Linked DNA regions of Sus scrofa: region 1 is linked to region 2. A link is a contact called in public HiChIP or PLAC-seq data. All regions are on one chromosome and are shown on one strand. Each heading gives the region's core, a stretch centred on a gene start, on an enhancer-like site or on the middle of the called end of the contact. The rest is flanking DNA. Distances are from core to core; before and after follow the strand shown. Region 1 holds the start of SETD1A (histone-lysine N-methyltransferase SETD1A). Region 2 holds the start of STX4 (syntaxin-4).

Evidence for each region. HiChIP or PLAC-seq counts read pairs in DNA pulled down with a chosen protein or histone mark.
Region 1: a contact with region 2 is called in an H3K27ac HiChIP or PLAC-seq map of alveolar macrophages. The contact joins the promoter of SETD1A here to the promoter of STX4 in region 2. A contact is called at or near these places in 2 of 47 Hi-C or Micro-C datasets (liver and subcutaneous adipose tissue) and 2 of 2 datasets of contacts at active chromatin or transcription factors (alveolar macrophages and skeletal muscle).

The regions. Positions count from the first base shown.
Region 1 is chr3:17,488,068-17,494,074 of Sscrofa11.1, forward strand. SETD1A (histone-lysine N-methyltransferase SETD1A) reads right to left here and starts at 2,330. Exons shown (of 21, transcript XM_021086406.1): 1 at 1-2,330. ORAI3 (protein orai-3) reads right to left here. Exons shown (of 2, transcript XM_003481021.4): 2 at 2,457-4,181. The coding sequence ends at 3,513.
Region 2 is chr3:17,428,164-17,434,421 of Sscrofa11.1, forward strand. It overlaps STX4 (syntaxin-4), which reads right to left and starts at 3,214. Exons shown (of 11, transcript XM_021086404.1): 1 at 2,566-3,214; 2 at 2,276-2,377; 3 at 2,064-2,163; 4 at 1,853-1,927; 5 at 1,043-1,113. The coding sequence starts at 2,595. It overlaps LOC102167315 (a long non-coding RNA gene), which reads left to right and starts at 2,918. Exons shown (of 3, transcript XR_001303274.2): 1 at 2,918-3,056; 2 at 4,814-4,943.

The DNA.
Region 1 (6,007 bases), core at 1,080-3,579, 59 kb after region 2:
AGAGTGGGCTTCACCACAACTATCCAGCTGCTCTGGCTTCGGGTCCTTGACGAATCGGCGGCGACGAAAGCAGCGACTAATCCCTGAGGAAAAGGGGGCGGGGCGGAGGGGAGGCGGCCAGCCAGAGCTGGGGAGATTTGAGTGGCGCGTTGAACAAGCGCAGATTCGTCAGGCGGGCGGGGCGAATCGGTAGACGGGATGCGCGCTCCTTTTGCTCCTCTTTCCTGCCCCTTCCTCACGCGGCCGAAGGTCTAAGAGGCTGCAGATTCGCCACAGGTCCTGGCCTCAGCTGTTGCCTCCCTTCACCGCCTTGATGGAGCCAAGAAAATAATGCCTCGATAGCCAAGCCCTGTTGGCAGAGTCGGCCACTTTCCGTGGACCTTTCTTACTAGCACAACTCAGAGGACTGCTCACTTCCGACCGGGGGTAATGGCTACGGAGTCCGAGGAGAATTTTCGGCCGAATATAGAGGAGTAATTCTGAGGAGGAGCTGGCCTAGCGAATCTGCGAATTCTTTCGTGGGCGGGGCCAGGGCGCTGCGCGCAGAGGGCGTGGTTAGAGCGTGCGGAGCCCGGCGTCGCGGGGGCGCTTCCTGTAGGACCCTCCGAAACCGGGGCGGGTTGGGAGGGGCACCCCGGAGGTGGAAAAATACTACCAACTACAGTGACTCAGACTGTTTGGCGCCGCGCATAATGCAGAGAGCAGATTCCTCCCGTTATCTTTTCTGGGCCTCTGCCTGTTTAAGCTACCCATTTGACAGATGGGGACACTGAGGCCTGCAGAGGGTGCTGCGTTTTGCCCACAGTGGCCCACCGTTAGTGCTTAAATCTTAGCCTGTCTCAAAGTTATGTGATAACCCTGGTAGGTCCTGAAGGACCTTGAGCCAGTCCTGTAAAAAATGATAAACTAGGTCGTACTTGAGCTAGGATGGGCTGGTTGATTCCCCAGGCTTCATGGTCCCAGCGCCTGCCGTTTTCAGCTGCGCAATCCTCGGCCCTCCCTGGGTTACGCAGTACCGCCGCTCGAGGGCAGCACTAGTCCAGGCTTAAACCTGGGACCCTCCGACTGAGGTCGCCCTGATGCTTTTTCTCAGGCTAGGACGCTGGCATCCTGGTCTCTGGGTGGTAATGGCACTCGCAGGTAGCCCTTGTACTTGAGCCAAGGATCCCCTAGGTTCCGGATATGTGTGTATGAGTCCCTCGATGTATGACCTTGGCCAAGTCACTGACCTCTTAAGGCTTCAGATTCTTTCTCTGAAAATGGATGTTGATTACTGTCATGCAAGACGACTGTAGGTGTTAAAACTGCAGGAGGGGCCCTCGAGGCCTGGTTCATACAAATTCACAATTTTTTTTTCCTCTGGCCAGGGATCAAACTTTGGCAGAGCAGTGACAAGGTGGGATTTTTTTTTACCTCTAGGCCATTGGGGAGCTCCCAAATTTACAAATTTAAGTAATAGCAATAGAGTAATAGGTCCGAGGTCTCACACCAAAAGAATCCTAAGAAAGGATTAGGATCCTTCACAATTTTGAAAAGTTGAAAAAATTAATTTACAGTAGAGGGTAGGCTATGAGATCAGGTTCCTTTCTGTCCCAGTTGAAAGATATTGGTTCCTTTTCTCAAACAAAAGATTCCCTGCATGGTGATAAAGGTAGTCCTAGTTTATAATGACTAAGTGGCTTAGGGCAAGAGCCTCAGTCTTCTTAAAGGAGTTCCTAGCTAATTTATCTCTGAAATGGTAATGACAAAGACCTTTCTCTTGAGGTGATTGTAAATAAACGGATTAAATAAGATTACCTTGAAAGAAAGAAAGAAAAAGAAAAGGAAAAACATTACCTAGGAGAAGCCCCTAGTATGTAGTAGTCACTCAAGAAAAGTAATTTAACACTACAAGGAACATATTAAATCCTCAGTGGAAGAGTTGGAGACCCTGGGCTCAGGAACCACAGTGCAAAAGCCTTTAGCTTTAGAATAACTCGGTCTCAGGAGTCCCCCCTTGTGGTGCAGCAGAAATGAATCTGACTAGGAACCATGGGGTTTCCAGTTTGATCCCTGGCCTCACGCAGTGGGTTAAGGATCTGGCGTTGGCGTGCTCTGTGGTGTAGGTCACAGACGCGGCTTGGATCCCATGTTGCTGTGGCTGTGGTATAGGCCAGGAGCTGTGGCTCCGATTCGTCACCTAGCCTGGGAACCTCCATGTACTGAAGGTGTGGCCCTAAAAAAGCAAAAAAAAAAAAAAAAAAAAAAAAAAAAAAAAAAAAAAAAAAAGGAATAACTCAGTCTCCACATTCAGAAGTCACTGGCCCCTGTCAGCACCAGAAAGGGGTCATACCTAGAACCCACTCCCCTCTACTCCCACCCTGCTCTGCCCTCAGTGACACTTGCCTCTTGACTCTTAAGAACAAGTCACCAGTTCCCAAGGAGGCCTCCCCTTCCCCCCATTCACAGCCAGAAGGTCATGTGTGAAACAATTTATTATACAAAATCAGGTGCATCAAAAATTCAGTGTCAGAATAGTTCTGTATTCCAAGGGCTGGAATGGACCGTCTCCTTTACATGCCAACCCAACCCTTGCTAGGGAGTCAGGCTGGGCACACCAACACCCATCCCTGGGCCAGGAGAGTGAGAACCAGATATAAAAGCATAAGTGTGGGTCTAGAGCAGTGGAGCGGGCACTTGAACCTCCTCCAAATAGGGAGGCTCCCCCTTGGAAAGGCTGGACCTATGCCTGGGGTAGAAACATTCAAATCCCTCTCTGAAGCAACCAAAGTGAGAGTGGGCAACCCATCAAAATCTAAGGATGGGGAGTTCCTGCTCTGGTGCAACGAGATCAGTGGCATCTTGGGAGCCCTGGGATGTAGGTTCAAATCCCGGCCCCACACAGTGAGTTAAGGATTTGGCATTGGTGCAGCTGCAGCTTAGGTATCGGCTAAGGCTTGGATCTGATCCCTCGTCTGGGAACTCCCTATGTCCTGGGGCGACCAAAAAGGAAAAAAAATTAAGGGAAAAAAAATCTGAGGATGGGGAAAACCTCTTCTACCCTGCAACCCCCCAGATGCCAGCCATAAAACAAATTCTACAGAAGCGAAGCAAGGATTGGCTGCCTTCTGGGGCAGCTAGGTGGGCGTGTAACCCTCCAACCGACCTCCACATTCTGTGTAGAGGCAAGTGGCTAAGGGTCGGCACCAAAGGTCTGACCAGGATCTCCCTGCTTCCCCTCTACCTACAGCATCAGCCTTGGACTGAGGACCTTCCTCTTCCTTTGCTCCTCCCAGCCCAAGTGCACAGTAGAGCTTACAAAACCCATGGGACAGAGTGACAGGGAGAATCCCTGGGAATGTGGGAGCCACCCCAAGGCCCAGCCCAAAGGGCCCTGAGGGCAGAAATCTGTTCTCTACCTGAGTGGCCACAGGAAGTAGCTCCAGGCAGGGGCAGGGAATGGGGTCTGTAGACCTGAGGCCTCAGTCAGACCCCTGAAGGAGGCAGTGCTTGCAGTGTGGCTAACACCAGCCTTACACAGCCTGCAGCTCCCCCTGCAGGCGACTCAGCTCCTCTAGCTCTTGCTTGTGGCGGTCTGTCTTGTGTGCCACCAAGGAGCGGTAGAAATGCAGGGCAAAGACCACAAATACAAGCCCTACAGGTACCATGATTGCCGTGGAGGCCATGGCTGCTTGCCAGCCTGGTCCATGGCCCCCCCCACCACCACCACCGCCACACACTTGCCGAGGTGGGCAGGCCTCAGGTGGCTCAGCCTGTGACGGGGCTACAGATGCAGAGGATGGCTTGGAAGCTGGACTAAGGGCGGTGGCCACTGGTGGCAGAGTCCCAGGCACCTGGGAGGCAGGTACCATGGGGGCTGATGTGCCCGAGGGGGCCCCGATGGGCACAAACTTGACCCAGCCAACCAGGACAACTTCAGCAAGGAAGAGGAAGGTGCCCAAGGCAGTGGAGAAGCCCCAGGCCAGCTCCACATAGCGGTGGAGTCGCTGGTGTGGAGACTGGTGGACAGAGTTGAGGTTGTGGATGTTGCTAACGGCTTCAATATGAGGCAGCAGACACGTGGAGACCATGAGTGCAAAGAGGTGCACAGCCACCAGCACCGTGGTGCAGGCACTAAAGGCCACCAGCAGGCCCGGCGGGTATTCGTATTTGCTCTCCAGCTGTACCTCTACCATGGCCACCTGTGGGGACAAGAGGGGATGGGTTGAGTGCTCATAACCTCAACAGTAGAGGGGTTTTTTGCCTGTTGTCATTCATCACTGACGCATCCCTAAGACCTGGAACAGTGCTTGGCAGAAAGAAGGCATGCAGTCTGTTGAGGGAATGAATGGGCAGCCTTGGCAAGACTCTGTCCTATTCCAGACCTCGGTTTCCCCACTCGGCTATCAGGAGGGCTGGATGCCATGTTCCTGACAAATCTTGTTATAACATGGGAGTTAAAAAGCACGAGTTCTCGTCGTGGCTCAGTGGTTAACGAACCACTGAGGACCCATGAGGACGCAGGTTCAACCCTGGCCTTGCTCAGTGGGTTAAGGATCTGGCGTTGCCCTGAGCTATGGTGTAGGTAGCAGACGCAGCTCGGATCCCGAGTTGCTGTGGCTGTGGTATAGGCTGGTGGCTACAGCTCTTATTTGACTCCTAGCCTGGGAACCTTCATATGCCGCGGATGTGGCCCTGGCAAAGACAAAAAAAAAAAAAAAAAAAAAAAAGCACAGATTCTGGAGTGGGGCTGCCTGAGTTCGTTTTCAGCACCACAAACTGTGTAATCTCAATCTCTCTTTCTTTCTATTTTTTTTTTTCGGTCTGCACCTGCGGCATATGGAAGTTCCTGGGCTGGGGTCGAATTGGAGCTGCACCTGCCAGCCTACACCACAGCCACGACAACTCCAGATCTGAGCCGCATTTACAACCTATACCATAGCTCACAGCAATGCTGTATCCTTAACCCAATGAGCGAGGCCAGGGATTGAACCCACATCCTCACAGAGACGTCAGGTTCTTAACCTGCCAAGCTGCAACGGAAATTCCCAATCCGTGTAATCTTGAGCAAGTAGTTTAGTTCTCTCTGTGCCTCAATGTCCTCATCTGGAGGAGAGAATGATAATAGCACCTGTCTCTCTCTCTCTTTTTTTTGGCCACGCACACAGCATGCAGAAGTTCCTGGGCCAGGAATCAAACCCATGTCACAGCAATGACCTGAACCACAGCTGTGACAACAGTGGATCCTGAATCTACTGCACCACCAGAGAACTCCCACACATACCTGTCTTATAGTATTGTTGTGAAAATTTAATGAGATAATATACATCAAGTGTTAAAAACTGTGTCAAGTACATAGTTTGCTCAGGTAAATACTTGCTGTTATTATTAGAGTTAATGCTAAAGTCCAAGGCCAGAATCTGGAAATTGGCACATCACAAACCCAAGCCAGTTTTGTAAACATGTTTTGCTTGGCTCAGTGCGTCTTTTTTAAGTAGGTTGCCAACTTCTAAAACTCAAGAGATTTCATGTAAACATCCCTATTTCTAGATCCTCTTGGAAATTTGGAAGGTCTAGTTACACCAGGCCCACATTCCTGCATGACAACTATCAGCTAGAGTTGAGTCATGACTGCTCCCTTTGGATAGGTCATGAGAGCCTCTTGAGAGCCACAGACCCCACCCTTTGAACTTGACATCTATACTGCTGGTATGGCCTTTGCAAACATTTGAGTTGATGACCCTGTTCTAGGCTTGTATAAACCTGGAATCCAGAGCTGGACTGTCTAAATTCAAATCCTGGAGTTCCCGTCGTGGCACAGTGGTTAACGAATCCGACTAGGAACCATGAGGTTGCGGGTTTGGTCCCTGCCCTTGCTCAGTGGGTTAACGATCCAGCGTTGCCGTGAACTGTGGTGTAGGTTGCAGACACGGCTCGGGTCCCGAGTTGCTGTGGCTCTGGCGTAGGCTGGCAGCTACAGCTCCGATTCAACCCCTAGCCTGGGAACCTCCATATGCTGCAGGAGTGG
Region 2 (6,258 bases), core at 1,964-4,463:
GTGGGTGTGGCCCTAAAAAGACACAAAAATAAAAAAATAAAATGTGCTCATTCCTTGGATTTCCTCAGAGACACAGCTGCTCTCCCGGCTTCAGCTGCACCCTTTCAAGATGCCCAAACTGTTTCGTCTTCAATCTGGGGTCTTTGCTGAGCTCTGGGCCCACCTATTCCAACTCTGAGCTCTAAGTATGCAAAACCCCTCCCCACTGGGCACCAAGAGGAGGCTGGTCAGACCTCAACTCTCCTTACAAAGATGGTGACTCAGTGACCTTCCCCCCATACCCCACCCCCAGAAGTTCCTCTTCCTAACTTCTTTTTTTTTTTTTTTTTTTTTTTGGCTTTTTAGGGCTGCACCCGCAGCACATGGAGGTTCCCAGGCTAGGGTTCTAATCGGAACTACAGCTGCCAGCCTACACCACAGCCACAGCAACGCCAGATCTGAGCCACGTCTGTGACCTATACCACAGCTCATGAGAACACCGGATCCTTAACCCACTGAGCAAGGCCAGGGATCAAACCCACAACCTCATGGTTCCCAGTCGGAGTCATTTCCACTGCGCCATGACGGGAACTTCTTCTCTTCCTGACTTCTTGATTTCGGCCTCTGGAGCAGAGGATGTCCCTGTCACATGGGCAGGGAACCTCCCAGTCATTTGACTGGGCCCTCTTCTTCCCTGGGCAGAGCCATTAGCTGCCAAGTCCTTCCTGAGTTATGTCTTTATCATCTATTCAAGCTTAACTCCCCCTCTTGGCTTCTAGAAAGTGTATCTCCTACAGCTGAGCCCAGAGCATGTCTGGGATCTCAGCAACTTCTCATTGAGTGGAGAAGAAGCAGGCAGGATGTTATAATGGACTGGAAGTTAGGAGACCTGGGTTCTTGACCTTAAGTGAGTCCTTTTTCTCTCGGAGCCTCAGTTTCCCCATTTGGAACATCATCAGGCTGGACCCAAGGATCTCTAGGCACCCTTCCTTCTTACATCTGCCAGCTATTTATCTAGAAAACACTTGTTGAAATGTCCTAGTTCTGGGAATAATGAACCCACCTGGGTTTTTCTCATTCTTGTGTTGACCGAGTTATAATTCTCATCGGCTTCCTCCTTCTGGGGCTCTATGGCTGTGGGAAGATATAAGGGTATTGGCAGAGGAAAGGGTTTGACCTGTGGCTTCTGAAATTCATTTGGGGACTTAGGACCCCAGCTGCCTGGCCATACAATAGAGAGCTGTTAATCTCCATAGGATGTTTTGGGGGAAATAGAATTGATCATAAAATGATATTCTGAGGCTCTGACAGGTGAAAGTATACTTTCCTTTGCAAATAAGTATACCAGAGAATTCCCACAGGTATGCAAAGGCCTCCGAACAAAACTGTCATCTGTTTGCACCAAGGATGCACCCTAGGCAGGAGGAATTGTAGGAGCACAATTGATCCTAGCACAGCATGGGTTTGAACTGTGTGGATCCACTTACACCTGGATTTTTAGAAAATAAATGCAGAATACACCACTGCACATTCCACGTTTTGGTGAATCCACCCACGAAGAACCTGGGATATGGTGGGCGGACCATGAATTGTTTGCAGATTATGACTGGGGGCGGGCCAGTGGCCACACTAATCTCCACCTTGGTCAAGGGTCAAATGTAAATGGTTTCATTGTAAATAAGGGAACCTGAGAGGCAGGCCTGCGCTGTGGAAAGAACTTTGGACTGGAAGCCAGGAGATGGAGATTCGAGACACAGGCCTGCTGTGTGGTCTGGTTATATATCACTGGCCTCTCTGGGTCACACACTCGCGGATATATCAGGCATTGGGCAGGATCAGAGCAAAGTATCTATCTGAGTTCCTAGACGCTCACCCTTGAGCTCTGCGCGGATGTCCCTCCCCAGCTGTTTGATCTCGTCACGCAGGTTCTGCAGGTCCTGCTTCATGCCTGAACAAGAAAAAGCCATGATGCCCAAAGCACGGCCCCTACCTCAACAAATCTCCCTGGCCACCACCTGCATGGAACTACCATCCCCACAATCCCTCTGACTGAGCATGCGTTCTGCACTCGCGATTTCACTCACTTTCCTCGGGAAGGGGCGTGGCCAGGATGGTGACCTGCTGCTTCTCCAACTCTCGGACCTTATTCTCCAGCTTGACAATAGTCTGCCGAATTGTCCGGACCTGGGGAGGATGACCGAGAGGGCTGAAGCAGATATGGGAGTCCTCCAGACCGCTCTGCACCTCGGGTCATCCAGCCCCCTCGTGAATCCAGACCGAGACCCCAGCCTCTTACCTTCTGGAAGAACTCATCGTCTGGGCTGCCCAGCCGTGCCGTGCCCGGGTGTACCACCAGCGCGACCCTCTCCTTGTCCTCATCGTCAGAGCTGTCATCTCCCTGACAGGGCCGGGGTCATTGGCATCACTTCCTTGCTGTTGCTTTCGCCCCGCGGGATTCACGGGCTTCCGGGTCTTCCAATCCCACAGCTACCCCTCCCTGCCCTGCCCCGAAGACCAGGAGTCCTGCATTCCAACTAGACCCTACCCCGTCCTCCTGTCCCAACCCCGCTGCGCCGGACTTCTCACCTGTCTCAGTTCGTGGGTCCTGTCCCGCATGGCGGCCCGAGCTCCCTCTCCCCGGCGCGGGAGCCCAGAGGGCCTCGAGATTCTAAGTTTGGAACTCCTGTACCCCACTCACTCTCTTGACACTTCTCTCTGCCCTCACCCTGTGGACCCCTAACCGCCCCCCACGAGCCGCCAGAGGCTCTATCCCTGACACCATCCACCGTCGAGGACAAGGAGCCGACCTCGGGGACCCCCAAGTTTCCACAGGTTGGAACTCCCTTTTCTTACCCCCCTCCCGCTCCCGTAGCTTCAGCCCCGCCCCCTCTGGGATGACTGGAGCATGCGCACCGCACCGCGTCCCTTCCCCGCCCGAGGGAAAGGCGGAGGTCGGAAGCGCCAGCTCCCCGAACGGAAGCAAAATTGCCAGGACGTGAGAACCCGCCCCCTTTGCCGGAACTATCGCATCTTCCAACGGAAATCTAGTTGCCAAAAGAGGTGGAAATGCGTCATTGGTACGTAATCTAGGGACCCAGCATCTCACATCACCCCATGGCGCCCCCCCCGCGTCACGTGACTGGCCCGGTCCCAGCCTCTTGGACCTTAGAACGTGATGCTCTGACTGTCACGTGTCTCCACTCTGTCAACTCGGTCTCCGGGACACCTAGCTCCCCACGACGTCCTCGGCACCCTGGCTCCCACAAGTCGGGAGGGGGCGCCGACTACCCCCAGACATCTTTTGAGACAGAGGGTGGTAGGACCCTGGCTGAATTCGGCTTTATTCCTTTTGGGTTCCGGGGGTGTGGGCAGATTGACGACTTAGAATTTGGGGCTGTCCACATCATGAGACCTTGAAATTCGGAAAAGAATAAGATCCGGCGTCAGAGAGTTGCAGGGTTTGTAGGCAGAGTATCTGGGGGTGGGAAGTGACCTCACCCGAGGCGGAAAGCTCTTCTCCCGCATACTCCTGGCACAGCTTCTGACAGGTGGGCGGCTGGCGCCCGGCTTGAACACTGCAGTCCCGCCGCACTCACCACCTTCTGAGCAGTGAGACCATTTCAGGACAGCTCAGGCTGAGAAAAGAGTCCATTATGTTGAGCAGCATATCACCTACACCCCTTCGCCCCCACCTTGCACCAGGGTTTACCCTCTGAAGGACACAAAAAAGAAACAATTCCGCATTACTGTGACCTGTGATTGCTTGAGGTGAAGGCGTGATTGTGTGGTTCTCACCCGAATCCCAACACCTAGTGGGCCCTCAGTAAATATTTGTGGACAGAACTTTAGCCTTTCCTATGTCTGAAGATGACGCGTGTGGTTCCCTAGTCCTCTCTTTTAGGCTTCAGGCTTTCATCGTGACACTTCCCAAAACCTGACCCTCTAGAGGTTCATTCATTCAGTGGATATTCATTAGGCACTTATTATGAGCAGAATGCTCTTCTAGGGCCAGAATTACATCCCGGCCCAACAGAGAAGAATGACTTATGCTTTTTGAAATCTACATTCTGTAGGAGGAGGCCCCAAGGCCACTGGGTCTCCCCATAGCCAGGATGGCTAGGACTGATCTAAGACTCCTGGATCCCAGGGCTCTCCCCGAGGAACTTATATGAAGGTCAAGCAAAGGAAGGAAAGGCCCTTCTCTACTAAGCCCCGATAAGGAAACCTAGATTTCTGTGACTGAGTTGCTGTGGACTTCTGGAAAATCTGGCAACTCCAGATTCTTAACCCACTCCTCTGGGCTGGGGATCATACCTGCATCGAGCTCGCCAGGGACACCATCGGTCCTGTTGTGCCACAGCAGGAACTCCTGGAAAGTCACTTTTTTTTTTTTTGTCTTTTGTCCTTTTTAGGGCCACACCCCAAACATATGGAAGTTCCCGGGTTAGGGGTCTAATCAGAGCTGTAGCCACTGGCCTACGCCAGAGCCACAGCAATGACAGATCCGAGCCGCATCTGTGATCTTCACCACAGTTCACAGAAATGCCGGATCCTTAACCCACTGAGCGAGGCCAGGGATGGAACCCACAACCTCACGGTTCCTGGTGGAATTCGTTTCCACTGAGCCACGACAGGAACTCCTGGAAAGTCACTTCCTATCTCTGGGCCTTAGTCTTCCATCTCTACAATGGGTGGCAGTGGCGGGGTGGGGGGAGAGCTAGTCTTTATGGGCATTCCCTGCGCTGAAGTTCAGTGACAGAGGTTAGAAATTGTCAAAAGTGCTAGCTGTCTCATTCTATGTAAAAGGCTTTGATCCTTCTCCTCTTCCCTTTAGAATCCAGCTCACCCAGGGTTGGGAATGAAGAAGTGAAGACAGTGCTACCCTGATCAACCGAGGGAAGAAGGAGGGTTCAGGAGGCCAAACCCTGCCCGTGGAGTTCCCCGGAACTCATGAGGAAGAGCAGGTCTGCTCTTGGGTCTTTCCCATCAGCCTCTGCCTCCCTGCCCCTCCTCCCTGGCACCCCTCTGGCCCTGTCTCTGCGTGGTACACTGGAAGGGCTTTCGGACATCTAACTCCTAGTTCAGTGTGCGATCTTGAGTCATTTATTGCCCCTCTCTGGAACTTATCTCCATTGACAACTTGATCTGGTCATTTCTGTCTTGCCTAAGCTAAGAGTTGAGCAATATCAGGGGAGTTAGGAAGTACATGAAAGGTTCTTATAAACTGGTAAGGGTTCTTCCCTCTGCAGGCTTTTATTACTATGAGTTCCAGGTCTCTCTGGGCCCACCAGTCCCACCTACCTCTCTCCGCCTTATGGTGTGGATTTGTTGGTGCCTTTGTTAAATTTCCCAGGATTATGATGGTCGTCCTTTCATTTGTGGTCTCTTCTGGGTGGGACCGCAGGGCTTTGGGACGGTGACTTGAGGCCGTCAGAGGCTGGGCTCAAAGCCTCGGGGAGTGGTGTGTGGAGGAGATGAGGAGCAGGGGCCATCCAGGAAGAATGGTTCTGGGAATGGAGCTTTCCAGAACTGAGCCTTTCTCTCTGTTTCATGGTCCTTTTTGACTCCTCTCAGGTCCTCTGAGCAGCCTTGAAGTGTGCATTAAGAATATTGGTCCTTGGAGTTCCCGGCATGGCGCAGTGAAAACAAATCCAACTAGGAACCGTGAGGTTGTGGGTTCCATCCCTGGCATCTCTAAGGTTCCAGTGTTGCCATGAGCTGTGGTGTAGGTCTCAGATGAGGCTCGGATCTGGAATTGCTGTGGCTGTGGTGTAGGCCAGCAGCTACAGCTCTGATTCGACCCCTAGCCTGGGAACCTCCATATGCCACTAGTGTGGCCCTAAAAAGACAAAAAGACAAAAAAAAAAAAAAAAAAGAATATTGGGCCTTGAACGTGTGGGTGTTGGGGGGTATTTTCCTTTCAGTTTATGTGAAAGTCACACTTTACTTGATTTTTTTTTTTTTTTTTTTTTTTTTTGCTTTTTAGGGCCACACCTTCTGCATATGGAAGTTCCCAGGTGTTGACTCGGAGCTGTACCTGCCGGCCACAGCCACAGCCACAGCAATTCAGGATCCAAGCCATTCCTGTGACCTATACCACAGCTCACAGCAACATCGGATCCTTAACCCCCTGAGCTAGGCCAGGGATTGAACCCGCATCCTCATGGATACTAATCGGGATCTTAACCCACTAAGCCACAACAGGAACTCACACTCTACTTGATTTTGGCACTCGGCAGCTTGTCCTGCCCCCTCCTTTGGCAGGTCCCCTTCCTACCA